2 separate regions of the Mus musculus genome follow, and region 1 is linked to region 2. Evidence: chromatin contacts called from public HiChIP or PLAC-seq data. All regions are on one chromosome and are shown on one strand. Each heading gives the region's core, a stretch centred on a gene start, on an enhancer-like site or on the middle of the called end of the contact. The rest is flanking DNA. Distances are from core to core; before and after follow the strand shown. Region 1 has its middle 40 kb from the start of 1700082M22Rik. Region 2 holds the start of Ciao2b (cytosolic iron-sulfur assembly component 2B).

Region 1 (5,595 bases), core at 697-3,196, 41 kb before region 2:
ATGAATACAGTTTCCGTTGTTTTTTCCTATTGTTAATGAAGCTCTTATTAATACTTTGGATTTTTTTTTGCTGCTGTTCTTTATTTGTTATTTTTCTGATCAATAATTTCATTTCCTTGTGCTAAAGCCCTGAAAGAAGAATTTCTCAATCATAGGACAAGGGTGTATTCAATTTTTGAAGAAAAATATCATCCTGTCTTTCAAAATGACTACACCATTTTAAATCTCCTCTAGTCATGTATGGGGGTGCCAGGTATTCCATGTCTCTGCCAACAATGAATATGCTAAATGGGTGTGGAGTGGTGTCTCAATGCAGATATTTCCATGAACTTTGAGCCTCTGCACTTAAACCTCTGTTTCAATGTCTGTATATCTGTCTGTCTGCCTGACAGTTGATTAGACTGTGTCCCTGACTCCATCAACAGAAGAAAACCAGTCAACATTTTTACCATGTCTCTGGCCTCTGAATGATATTAAATGTCCTTTGCAGAGGATACGGGACTTTCCTCCAGATGAGCTACAAAACAGTTTGGAGTTAAGAAAAAAGCACAAAAAGGTTCAGGAAACATAAAGAAGTTGACTGCTTGGCCCAGAGATTGGAGGAGTTGGAGACCTTTCAATCCCCAAAGTAGAACATCCTCCAGGAAGGCCTGGGATCACAGATTGGACAAGCATATATTAGAGGCATAACACTGTATCAGGGAGGCAGGAGAAACCAGGGCTGTAAAGGAAACCAGCAGTGCCGGGCTATGGGGGTGTATATTCTCTGGGATGAAAACATAGAGTCAAAGCCAAATCTCAGATACAAAAGACTACCCCAAGGGCTGGGCAGTGGTGGTGCATGCCTTTAATCCCAGCACCTGGGAGGCAGAGGCAGGTGGATTTCTGAGTTCACGGCCAGCCTGGTCAACAGAATGAGTTCTAGGACAGCCAGGACTGCACAGAGAAACCCTGTCTTGGAACAAAAAAAAAAAACAAAAACAAAAACAAAACAAAAAAGACTACCCCATGTTGACTCCTATACCACTTCTTCCAGGAAGTCAAGTATGGCTAGTTGTAAACTCCTGGTTGTATATTCTTTGATATAGCTTACTAGGACTTTTTATTTGAAACTAATATCCTGGACATGCATACCAGAACCCATCAAAGTCAGATTGTGGTGGAAGTGGGGTGGGGTGGTGCTGACAAGGGGCTCAGCTGGTTAGGGAGTTTGCTGCTGCCAAGAATAGCAATCTAATCTTGGTCCCTGAACCCATAAGGTAGACAGATAGAACTGACTGCTACAAATTGATTTCTGACCTCTGCATGTGTGTAATGGAACCTGAGTGCCCATACACATACATATGTGTACACAATACATAACTAAAAGGTAGGAAAGGGTAAAATGTTTGCCAATGGGCAGTGAAGTTGATCTAAACATGAGCTGGCAATGTGAGAGGCCACATTGGAGGGAGGGCAGAAGTGTCACAATTTCAGTGCCTTCATAACCTAATTGAGGGGTGGGTGTATCTGCGATTCTAAGGTCACCATCACAGACAAAGGCCTCCAGTGTGGACTCACTGCTCTGAGTATCATCAGCACAGAGGACTCTTGAGGATAAGAGATACACTCGACACTCAGAGCTCCTGCCCTTGTTCTCTTCAGCTTGGCATCATGACTGTGTACCAATTGACAGGAGCCCCGTGGCTTCTCTTGTTACAGCTTTCTGCTCCCTGGTCTTCATATCAATACCTACATTGGGATGGTGAGTAAGAGAGTCAGGGATCATAATGATTCCATATTGGAGGTCAAGGACCCTGGCATTCCAGAAGGACTTCAGGTGCTATGTTGTGTCTGTCCAAGAGATCAAGGAAGGAGCAGAAACTGCAGAGGTGGCTTTGCCCTGCTTGCTGGCTCTTGGCTCCCTGTGGCTCCTGCCTTATCGGGTCTTCTACAATAAGAACTTTGCCCCATCCAATCAAATGTCCACACTTACACCCCTAAAGGTACAAATTCCTGCCTGGGCCAGGCCAATCTGTTCTGTTTCCTGCTGTAAGATTCTCATCTGCAGCAGCACAGGTTTAGGCCTGAGGTTCAACCATGTCTTTCACTAGACTTAGTGATTGGCTGTATGTGGTAGCCAGTAGCCTCCTGCTTCCCCTCCAGCATGTGCATGGTGAGACTCTCTAGAAGAGCAGAGGGGACATGAGTCAGAGCTGCTCCAGGTTTTCAGAGTCAGAGGCTGATATTGAGGATGGAAGGAACCAGGGAGGGAGAAGGAGCTGGTGGAGAATGACAGGTGACAGCATGCAGATTGCATGCTTGCTAATGTCCCACCAGGGCACACGGGGGCAGAGATGTCTGAGGTTAGCACATACTAAGGAGACAACAGGGACAGAACAACAAGCAGAACATGTCCCTCCTCTGTGTGTGCTTGTGGCTAGAAGTCCTACTGAACATGGATAATGACAATAATTCCTGCCTAATGCCAAGTGGCTCTGAGCCTGTCACTTTGTTGACTAGGGAAGAGTCCTAACAGTTTGGAAGAGGGTCAGTGGACAAGGTGTCTGTCCCTAGGGAATCTAGAAGCCCTCATCTCCTCGTCCTACTACTGAACTGAGATGACCCAGGTTACCTTCCCCATGTACCATGGTGATGATGAGGTAGAAAGTCCCAAGTGTGGTGACAGCTGATGGCGTCTCTCCACTTACAGGCCAGGACTCAGCCAGCCCCATCAGGAACACCCACAGGGGTCAGGTGAGAGGCAGCTTTGTCCACGTGAAGGACACTAAATCTGGTGTCCATGCCTTCCTGGGAATCCCCTTTGCCAAGCCTCCTGTAGGACCACTGCGCTTTGCACCTCCTGAGGACCCTGAGCCATGGAGTGGTGTGAGAGATGGGACCTCACTACCAGCCATGTAAGTTCTGGACCCAGGGAACTTCAGGCCTGTGCTCTGGGCCACACTGCAGGCTTCCTCCACCTCAGCTCTATAGCAGTTTTCTGCCTATGATGAGGGGCATCTCCCATGCGCGTTCCTGATGAATGTGCTAAGAATTAGAGTAGAACAGCTGTGCCAGGCTGCTGGGTCAGAGATCGGCCCCTGTAGGGACTTAGTTGTAGGAACTGCAGTAAGGAGCAGAGACTGAGCCCATTCTTCATGGTCCCTGTGACCATCCACTGTCCTTGTGCCATTGACTAAGGAACAAGCACACATGCTTCCAACTGGAGACTATGTGGAACAAGGAGGTACCTTATTGGTACTTGGGAGTGAACTGAAGAATGTCTCACTACCCTATGGAGTGGTATTGCCCACTCATTCCTATAGTTGCTATGTGGGCACAGTACCCCAATATCCAAGTATCTTTGTTCTCTTTCTATTGCTGTGATAAAGTATCCTTACATAAGCAACTTAGTGAAGAAAGATTTTACTGTGGGTCACAATCCCAGCTTATAATCAACCATAGGTGGGAAACCACAGAGGCAGAAGTTTCAGAGAACTGATCACATCACATGAATAATCAGTAACAGCGTTTGAAGGGCACATACATGCCTACTAATCTTCACTGACTCCCTCTATTATTATATAAATCCAGAAGGCCTCTTCCTAGGGAATGGTGCCTCCTACCATGGGCAGGACTTCCTTTCTTCCATTTTCACTAGGTGTCTGCAGACAGCTATGATGAATTTAGAAGGTATGGAGGAGATGAAGCTGATCATGGTTCCTATGTCTGAGGACTGCCTGTATCTCAACATCTACACACCAGCCCATGCCCAGGAGGGTTCTAATCTGTCTGTGAGTGCCAGGCTATGGTCAGCTGGGGAAGAGTTCATTTCTTTCCCTGGAAGATGGGAAGGGTCCAAATAACTCTGAGCTCCACTGTAGTTTAGACCAAGATGAGTAGTCTTTCATTTTAAGGTTCAAGAAAGTCATGTCGGCCCATGTTGAGATGCCTAAACCTGTTTGTGAGTGACTCAGAGTTCTGGCATCTGAAAGTTAAGAGGGTCTAGGTATTTGATTAACCCAGGAATTCCTCTATCAACTTGGCAGACCCACTCAGGATGGTAACAAGGGATGAATATTGACATCATGCAAATCTCTAGCTACAAGTTCTGTTTTGCCAATGGGATCTGATGGCCATTCTGATTAGCAATCAGGAAAGCCCCTCAGGAAGGCATTCCTTTCTTGTTTTTCTTAGATGGGTCTTAGAGTAACAATGACTTTAATTTAGACATAGACTCATTAATCCATGCTGAGATTTCCTTTGGGGGACATAGGGATGCAAATATGCTCCCAGGCCCAAAGCACCCCATCTGTGGCTCACATCCTGAGATCCTGAGGAGATCTGTTTGTAGGTCAACTTGCACAGAGCAAAGCAGTTGATAACTGAGTGGGTAGTCTAGATGAGCTTGGGCTGTGTGTGGACCTTCTGGCATCTGAGTTTCTGTCTCCAGGTGATGGTATGGATCCACGGTGGTGGACTGGTTGTAGGATCCGCTTCCATGAATGATGTATCTGAACTGGCAGCCACTGAGGAACTAATAATTGTCACCATCCAGTATCGCTTGGGGATCCTTGGCTTCTTCAGGTAAGCCTGGGACTGGGCTGTGTAAAAGGGACTTAGTAGAACATGGGCAGCCACACTTTCTTCTTCCTGCTGCTTCACAGCACTGGAGACCAGCATGCCAGAGGCAACTGGGGATACCTGGATCAAGTGGCTGCCCTATGCTGGGTGCAGAAGAATATCACTTACTTTGGAGGCAACCGTGACAGGGTCACTATATTTGGAGTCTCAGCAGGAGGCACAAGTGTGTCTTCCCATATTCTGTCCCGTGTCCAAAGGACTCTTTCATGGAGCCATTATGCAGAGTGGAGTGGCCCAACTGCCTGGGCTCATCTCTGACACTTCTGAGGTGGTCTACAAGGTAAGTGCCCTCAAGAACACCAGCCCCTACTTTGCTACTTCAGTCTTTGCCTCTGGGGCTTTGGTATTATTCAGTTAAGTGAATTTTATGTATGCTGAGCATGTTCTATGACAGCAAACCTCTATCCTGTGGCTTTTGTCTTTAGCAAAAAAACCCTTATGCATGGTTTCCCAGTTTGTTGCTTATTGTTGTGATGATGACCATTGTAAAAAAAAACTCCATGAGGAGGATCAGGTTTATTTCAGCTCACAGTTTATAATCTCTCTGGAAGGGAAGTACACAATCAGACATGTACCTGGAAGGGAGAATTGAATCAGAGACCAAGGAGCAACATGCTTACTGGCTTGTTTCCCATGGCTTCCTCAGTTAGCTTTATTAAACAACCCAGAACACTGCCCTGTGGGGCACTGCCCACAGTGAGGTGGACTCTTCTGCACTAGTCGTTTCCCAGGAAAATTCCCAGACCTCCCGATGGACCATTCTGATAGAGGCAATAGTCTCAGGTGAAGTTCCTCTTCCCAGATGATCCTGGCTTGTGTTGAGTTGATAAAAAGGAAATCTAAGAAGAACACATGAACTGAGGGAAAGAGTTATTGGGTAAACTTATTTGCTATGGAAAAGTGAGATCCCAACTTCAAATTCCCTGAACCCATACAAAGCTGATCATTTTCATATGTTTCAGAAAATGTACT
Region 2 (5,492 bases), core at 934-3,433:
CAATGTCCAATGTGATGATATTAAGATTCAGGCCTGTCAGGTCTGGGTTATGAGTACTACTGTGTATCTCTTCTACCTGGAAAGACAAAAAGGGAAATCTTTAAACCAGATAGTTAACCCACACCACACAGCAAATCTGCTGATATCTGAATCTTGACTTAGAAACCACACAGCTCATGATATATACACACATACATGTGAAACATATTCATATCTTTAGATGGATGGATGGATAGATAGATAGATAGATAGATAGATAGATAGATAGATAGAGTCTATTATTGAACAGGTTATCTCTGAACTCCTGAGCTCATCAGTCCTCCAGCCTCAGCCTTCCCAGTAGTTCAGACACACATATTTACCATAGCACTCAGCTTACAGCTTACAATGATTTTGTTATGGCTGCTTGGATTTCCTAGGACATACCAAGCTGCTACTATTTGGGTTATTTATAATCCATTTACAGACCGAAAAAAACTTGAGACTTGCTAAGAGGTGGACATAAGTTTGTGGTACCCACTCACCTCTGTCTCCTCCAAAGCTTCAGATTCATTAAAGACGTCTGGGACTTGGAGAAGAAGAAGAAGGAAAGGATGGAGAGAAGATAAGGTAAAGAAGAGAGAAAGGGACCCAGGTCACTGGGGTGTGAAGCAAAGTTGCCATTCACTGAACTCAGACATATATAACATCACGAGGGAAATTATTGAGCATGTGAAGCAAGACAGGACACTGGCAAACTTGGTACCGAGTAATGAAGAGCAGCACAGATATATGGTGGAGGAAACACAGGATGACTCGTTGGATAAAGGCATTTACTGCAATGACTGAAGATGACCTGCGTTCTATCCCTGGAAACCATACACTAGAAGAGAGAACCCCTCCTGAAACTTGTCCTCTGACCTCCACTTAACACATTGTGGCATGTGCCCTCTTCTCAAATGTAGTTAAAATTTTAATGAATGTGAGAATCTTCCCGACAGTGCTGGAAATCCCAGTGGGGTTGAGATGGAAAAACTGCTGCAGCCTGACCCAGAGCTCAGAGGTCCCTTAAGTCCCCTTGGCCCCAGGAGAACTTACATTGCTGGATCAGAGGTCCCATCCTTTACACAGTTTAGGTGGCCCAGGGGTATAAACCACAGCATCCCTAGAGGCAGCTTGGCGAAGGGAACTAGCAGGAAGGCGTGGACACCCACATCAATACCACTCAAATGAAAGAGATTTCCCCATGTGACTGGTCATGATGGGACTGGAAATGTACAGATGGCATCAAAGTTGAGTCTGTTCTATCAGCGGGCGCCGCACTGTGGGTGTTGCTACCTCCTTGTGACCTTTAGGTCAGCCTTGTCAAAGTACTCTTTGTTTTCAAACACTGTTTTTACCCACTACAAGACCCCAGCTTATCCATCCAGGCTCACTGAGGGACCTCTGGACCTGCTGCCATCATTCAGTCCTGCGAGCAGTCAGCCATGGGCCACGTGTGCTGGTCCCAATGGCACAAGTCTGTCTTCCACCAACCCTGCCTCTCCTGAGTTACGAAAAAGACTGTGGGAATTATATGTGCAATTTCCCATTCTTTAGACAAGCTGGACATGACATCACCCATGCCAAGAATGATATTTCTGCCTGCTAAGGCATTCGTGGCCTCCATAGCCTGGCTGACAGCAAAGGAGACAGTCTGGTAGGGAGGGGTTATAGGATAAATTAAGTGCTGCCTTCTCAGGGCAGATCAGATTCAAGTGGCCTAGAGGTCACCACGGTCTACATTAGGATGCTCTGAGGTGAGAGTTTAGGATCGCGTATCTACTTAACAAGCATGTAACTAGTGCTGCCGATTCCTACTAGAGGAAACCAGCGTGTCATTAGATCTACGGTTCTACGATAGCGTGACAGCGAGCTGGAGCGTCCCAAGGCCCAATCACAAGGAGCCTTTAGTGCCCTTGTCAGACGGTGTTGGCTTCCTGCGATCCAGCTCCCAACAGGATCCCACGGCTAAGAACCGAAGGGACGCCCCGGCGAGAGCTACCAACATTTTTCCCGCTTTCGGAGTAGCCCGCACGACAAATACACCGCTTCTAGCAAACTACTCGCCGAATCCCTGGAGTGTGGCGTGTCCCTTGCACGACCCCGTAGCCACACCACGCCCTCTCCTCGTTCCCAGGAAGTGCGCGGAAGGAGCGGAAGTACACACCACCGGGGGATTGTGGGAACCGCGGTTCCGGGATGGTGGGCGGCGGCGGTAGCGGCGGCGGGCTCTTAGAGAACGCTAACCCCCTCATCTATGAGCGTTCCGGGGAGCGGCCAGTGACGGCGGGCGAGGAAGATGAGGAAGTGCCGGACAGCATCGACGCCCGGGAGATCTTCGATATCCGTCGCTGCAGGGCGCTGGCGGGACGGTGGGGGCTTGGGGTGTCGGCAAGAAGTGATGCGCAGCCCGCTGGTGGAGGGGTGTCCCGGTTAGGCGTTGCCTGCGGAGATTTTGAGTGGGCCAAAACTTAGAGTCCCTTTTCCTTCACTTGGCACATCTTATCCGCTCCATTAATGACCCGGAGCATCCACTGACACTGGAGGAATTGAACGTAGTAGAGCAAGTTCGGATTCAGGTGAGTAGTTTACTCGAGTAATCAAAAAGGTACCGTTGTACCTCAGAGGCTGGTGTTCTCCGTTCACAAGCCCCCAAGAGGATCTGTGGGAGGTGTGTTAATGTTTATGGAGCCGATAAAAAGTTGGGTGACTTGCCCAAATCGATAAACTAAAGAGTGTCTTTGGGCTAGGGGCCGCCGTGCGATCACTGCGATCTGATCTCCCTTGTCATCGCAGGTTAGCGACCCAGAGAGCACAGTAGCAGTGGCCTTCACACCCACCATCCCACACTGCAGCATGGCCACGCTTATTGGCCTCTCCATCAAAGTCAAGCTGCTGCGATCCCTTCCCCAGCGGTTCAAGGTCAGTTGGAGTCAAGCCCCCGAGGGTGAAACAAACTACTGGGGCGGGCGAGGGGACATCGGGCGGAGATCGGAAGGATCCGAACTCGCAGAGTTGAACCCCCAAGTTGATGTGACAAGAATATTGGGGGGAAAAAACTCCAGAAAATAGGAGTGTGGTGGAAAGGGCAGCTGGGAGCTGTGAATGGGCGTGATCGATCGAGGCACTGGAAGGCTTTTAAAGTCAATAGTCGCTGACTAGGTCCTAGGGTAAAAGTGGATTGACTGACTGCAGGTGGGTTTGGGGTGGCTTGGAAGAGCCAGAATCAAGAGGGGTGACTGGGAGTTCAGATGGTTGGGAGGTAGTGTCCAAAAGAAAAGGACAGGCGGGTAAATGCTCGGGCCCACATTGTCTTTCCTGCAGATGGATGTACACATTACACCCGGGACCCACGCCTCCGAGCATGCAGGTTAGTGTGGACTGCTGGGCCCCAAACTAGGTGAGGCTTCCCCTTTGCCACAGTCATCTGTGGGGGCAAGATTAGGACCAGGGGACTAAGTGAATAAAATGGCCATACTACAGCTTAGACCAAAGCTGGCCTGACTGAAATCTCCTGCTTCCCATGACCCACCCTCCTGTGGTCCTCAAGTACACAGGGACATTGGGTCGGGCTTCAGGAAACACTGGAGGGAGGCAGACATAAGCAGTCCCTGGTGGTGACGGGCATTCCAAATGATGAAGCTAGTTATGGGTACAGGTGATGCATATAGCCTGATCCAGGCTTGGAGTCCTGAGACTATCAGAAAAGAACTTTATTGGTAGAAATATAATGTATACTGAGGCTAGCAACCTGGCCCAAGTTTGCTTTAATCCTGTTTTTCCACCCTTCTTTTCCTACCCAGTGAACAAACAACTTGCAGATAAGGAGCGAGTGGCAGCTGCCCTGGAGAATACACACCTGCTTGAGGTTGTTAATCAGTGTTTATCCGCCCGCTCGTGAGCCTGGCTTTGGACCCCCAGCCTGCACTCAGGTTGTCCTGGCCTCAGCTCCACCAAGGGCTCATGGCTTTGTTTTCTTGAATCACTGACAAGGAGAAACTTAACACTTTTTATTTTGTAATAAACCCTTAATTTATATTCATTTCCCAGTATGCCTTAGCGTCTCTCATAGTGGACTCATTTTCGGTTGTAGTAGAGTGGGGTGGGGACCTATGAAGGGTGGGTCCATGAGGTGCCCTCATTGCTTCTGATAACTCCCAGTGGGGCTGGAAAAATGGCTCAACAGTTAAAAACACTTACTGCTCTTAAGATCTGGGTTAGGTTCCCAGCGCCCAAGTTACAACCATCTGTAACTTCAGTTCCAGAGGATCTTACATTCTCTTCTTGCCTCCAAAGGCACCAGGAACACATGTGATACACACATGTATAGGCAAATACTCATACATATAAAGTAAATCAGCAAGCTGTATATAGTGGTACAAACTTTTTAGTCCCAGCACTCAGGAGACTGAGGCAAGCACATCTATGATTTTGACAACAGCTTGGTCTACATAGAGAGTTCCAGGACAGCCAAGGCAGTTATAGGGAGACCCTGTCTCAAAAAATAATAATAATTTTTAAAAATTTGTTTAGCCTTTCCAATGTTTCAGATACCAAAGGTTGCAAATGATAAAAATTAAAATTTGAAGAAATATATACATATATATGGATAGCCAAGCCACCAATGAATGGAACTCAATAGATTCAGCTGACCTGTTGGGCCTTATTGATGTGTATGTATTTAAGAACTGCTTCTAGAGGAGTCTGTAAAAATGTGACCCTTCCTTCACTTTAAGGAACCGTGTCCTAAATTGATGTAAGTCTGTTGTCTTTGTTTCTCTGCTATTGCTGTGGTAAGACACCATGACAAAGGCAACTTATAAAAGAAAATGGTTTAGGGCTTACAGTTTCAGAGGGCTAGTGTCCATGATGGCAGGGCAATGGCATGGTAGCAGGAACAGCTGAGAGCTCACATCTTAATCTACAAGCTAGAGGCAAAGAGTGGGGCACTGCTAATATTGTCTTTTGAAACCTCAGATCCCACGCCCAGGGACACACCTCCTCCATCAAGGACACACCTCCTAATTCTTCCTGGTCCCACTGGCTGGAAAACATATTCAAATATATGAGCCAGTAGGGGCCGTGCTCATTCAAACCACAACAACTACATAGCCACGGTGTTTATCTGACCAGCATAGCGGCATTCTGATCTGAGAATGGCAATGCCTGCCTGTAGTTCCAGCTCTTGGGAGGTAGAGGCAGAAGGATCAGAAGTTGAAAGTCCTCCTCAGTTACATAATGAATCAGCCTGGGCTATGGACTTTGTCCCAAAACAAAACTAATATACGCTATCCAGCCATGTATAGGTTTTCTAAGAATAGCACTTAGATTTTTCCCAATGTTGTATGTTGTATTTGGCTCTCTTTAGCTTCTAAGACTTTCTTTTTCCTTTCTTTTTCCTTCCTGCCGATAGGCCGTTTTCCATTAACTACATACATGAAATAATTTACAAAGAAAACCAGTTTGGGGGC

The links. HiChIP or PLAC-seq counts read pairs in DNA pulled down with a chosen protein or histone mark.
Region 1: a contact with region 2 is called in an H3K4me3 HiChIP or PLAC-seq map of intestinal villus epithelium, with 7 read pairs. The contact joins the enhancer-like site here to the promoter of Ciao2b in region 2. A contact is called at or near these places in 1 of 39 promoter capture datasets (macrophages), 3 of 115 datasets of contacts at active chromatin or transcription factors (embryonic stem cells, intestinal villus epithelium and pancreatic cancer cells) and 1 of 9 other capture datasets (liver).

What each region holds. Positions count from the first base shown.
Region 1 is chr8:104,678,697-104,684,291 of GRCm38.p6, reverse strand. It overlaps the pseudogene Gm7208. Among named protein-coding and RNA genes, the nearest start is that of 1700082M22Rik, 40 kb to the right of the region's middle. Within about 2 kb of position 1,946, at least 3 of the 459 cell types and tissues checked have an H3K27ac peak or open chromatin away from gene starts, as enhancers often do. A contact at or near this core is called in intestinal villus epithelium, where this site is marked.
Region 2 is chr8:104,638,419-104,643,910 of GRCm38.p6, reverse strand. Ciao2b (cytosolic iron-sulfur assembly component 2B) reads left to right here and starts at 2,183. Exons shown (of 5, transcript NM_026753.2): 1 at 2,183-2,362; 2 at 2,521-2,600; 3 at 2,818-2,943; 4 at 3,346-3,391; 5 at 3,825-4,072. The coding sequence starts at 2,221. The coding sequence ends at 3,922. It overlaps 1700082M22Rik (a long non-coding RNA gene), which reads right to left and starts at 2,161. Exons shown (of 3, transcript XR_003947594.1): 1 at 2,028-2,161.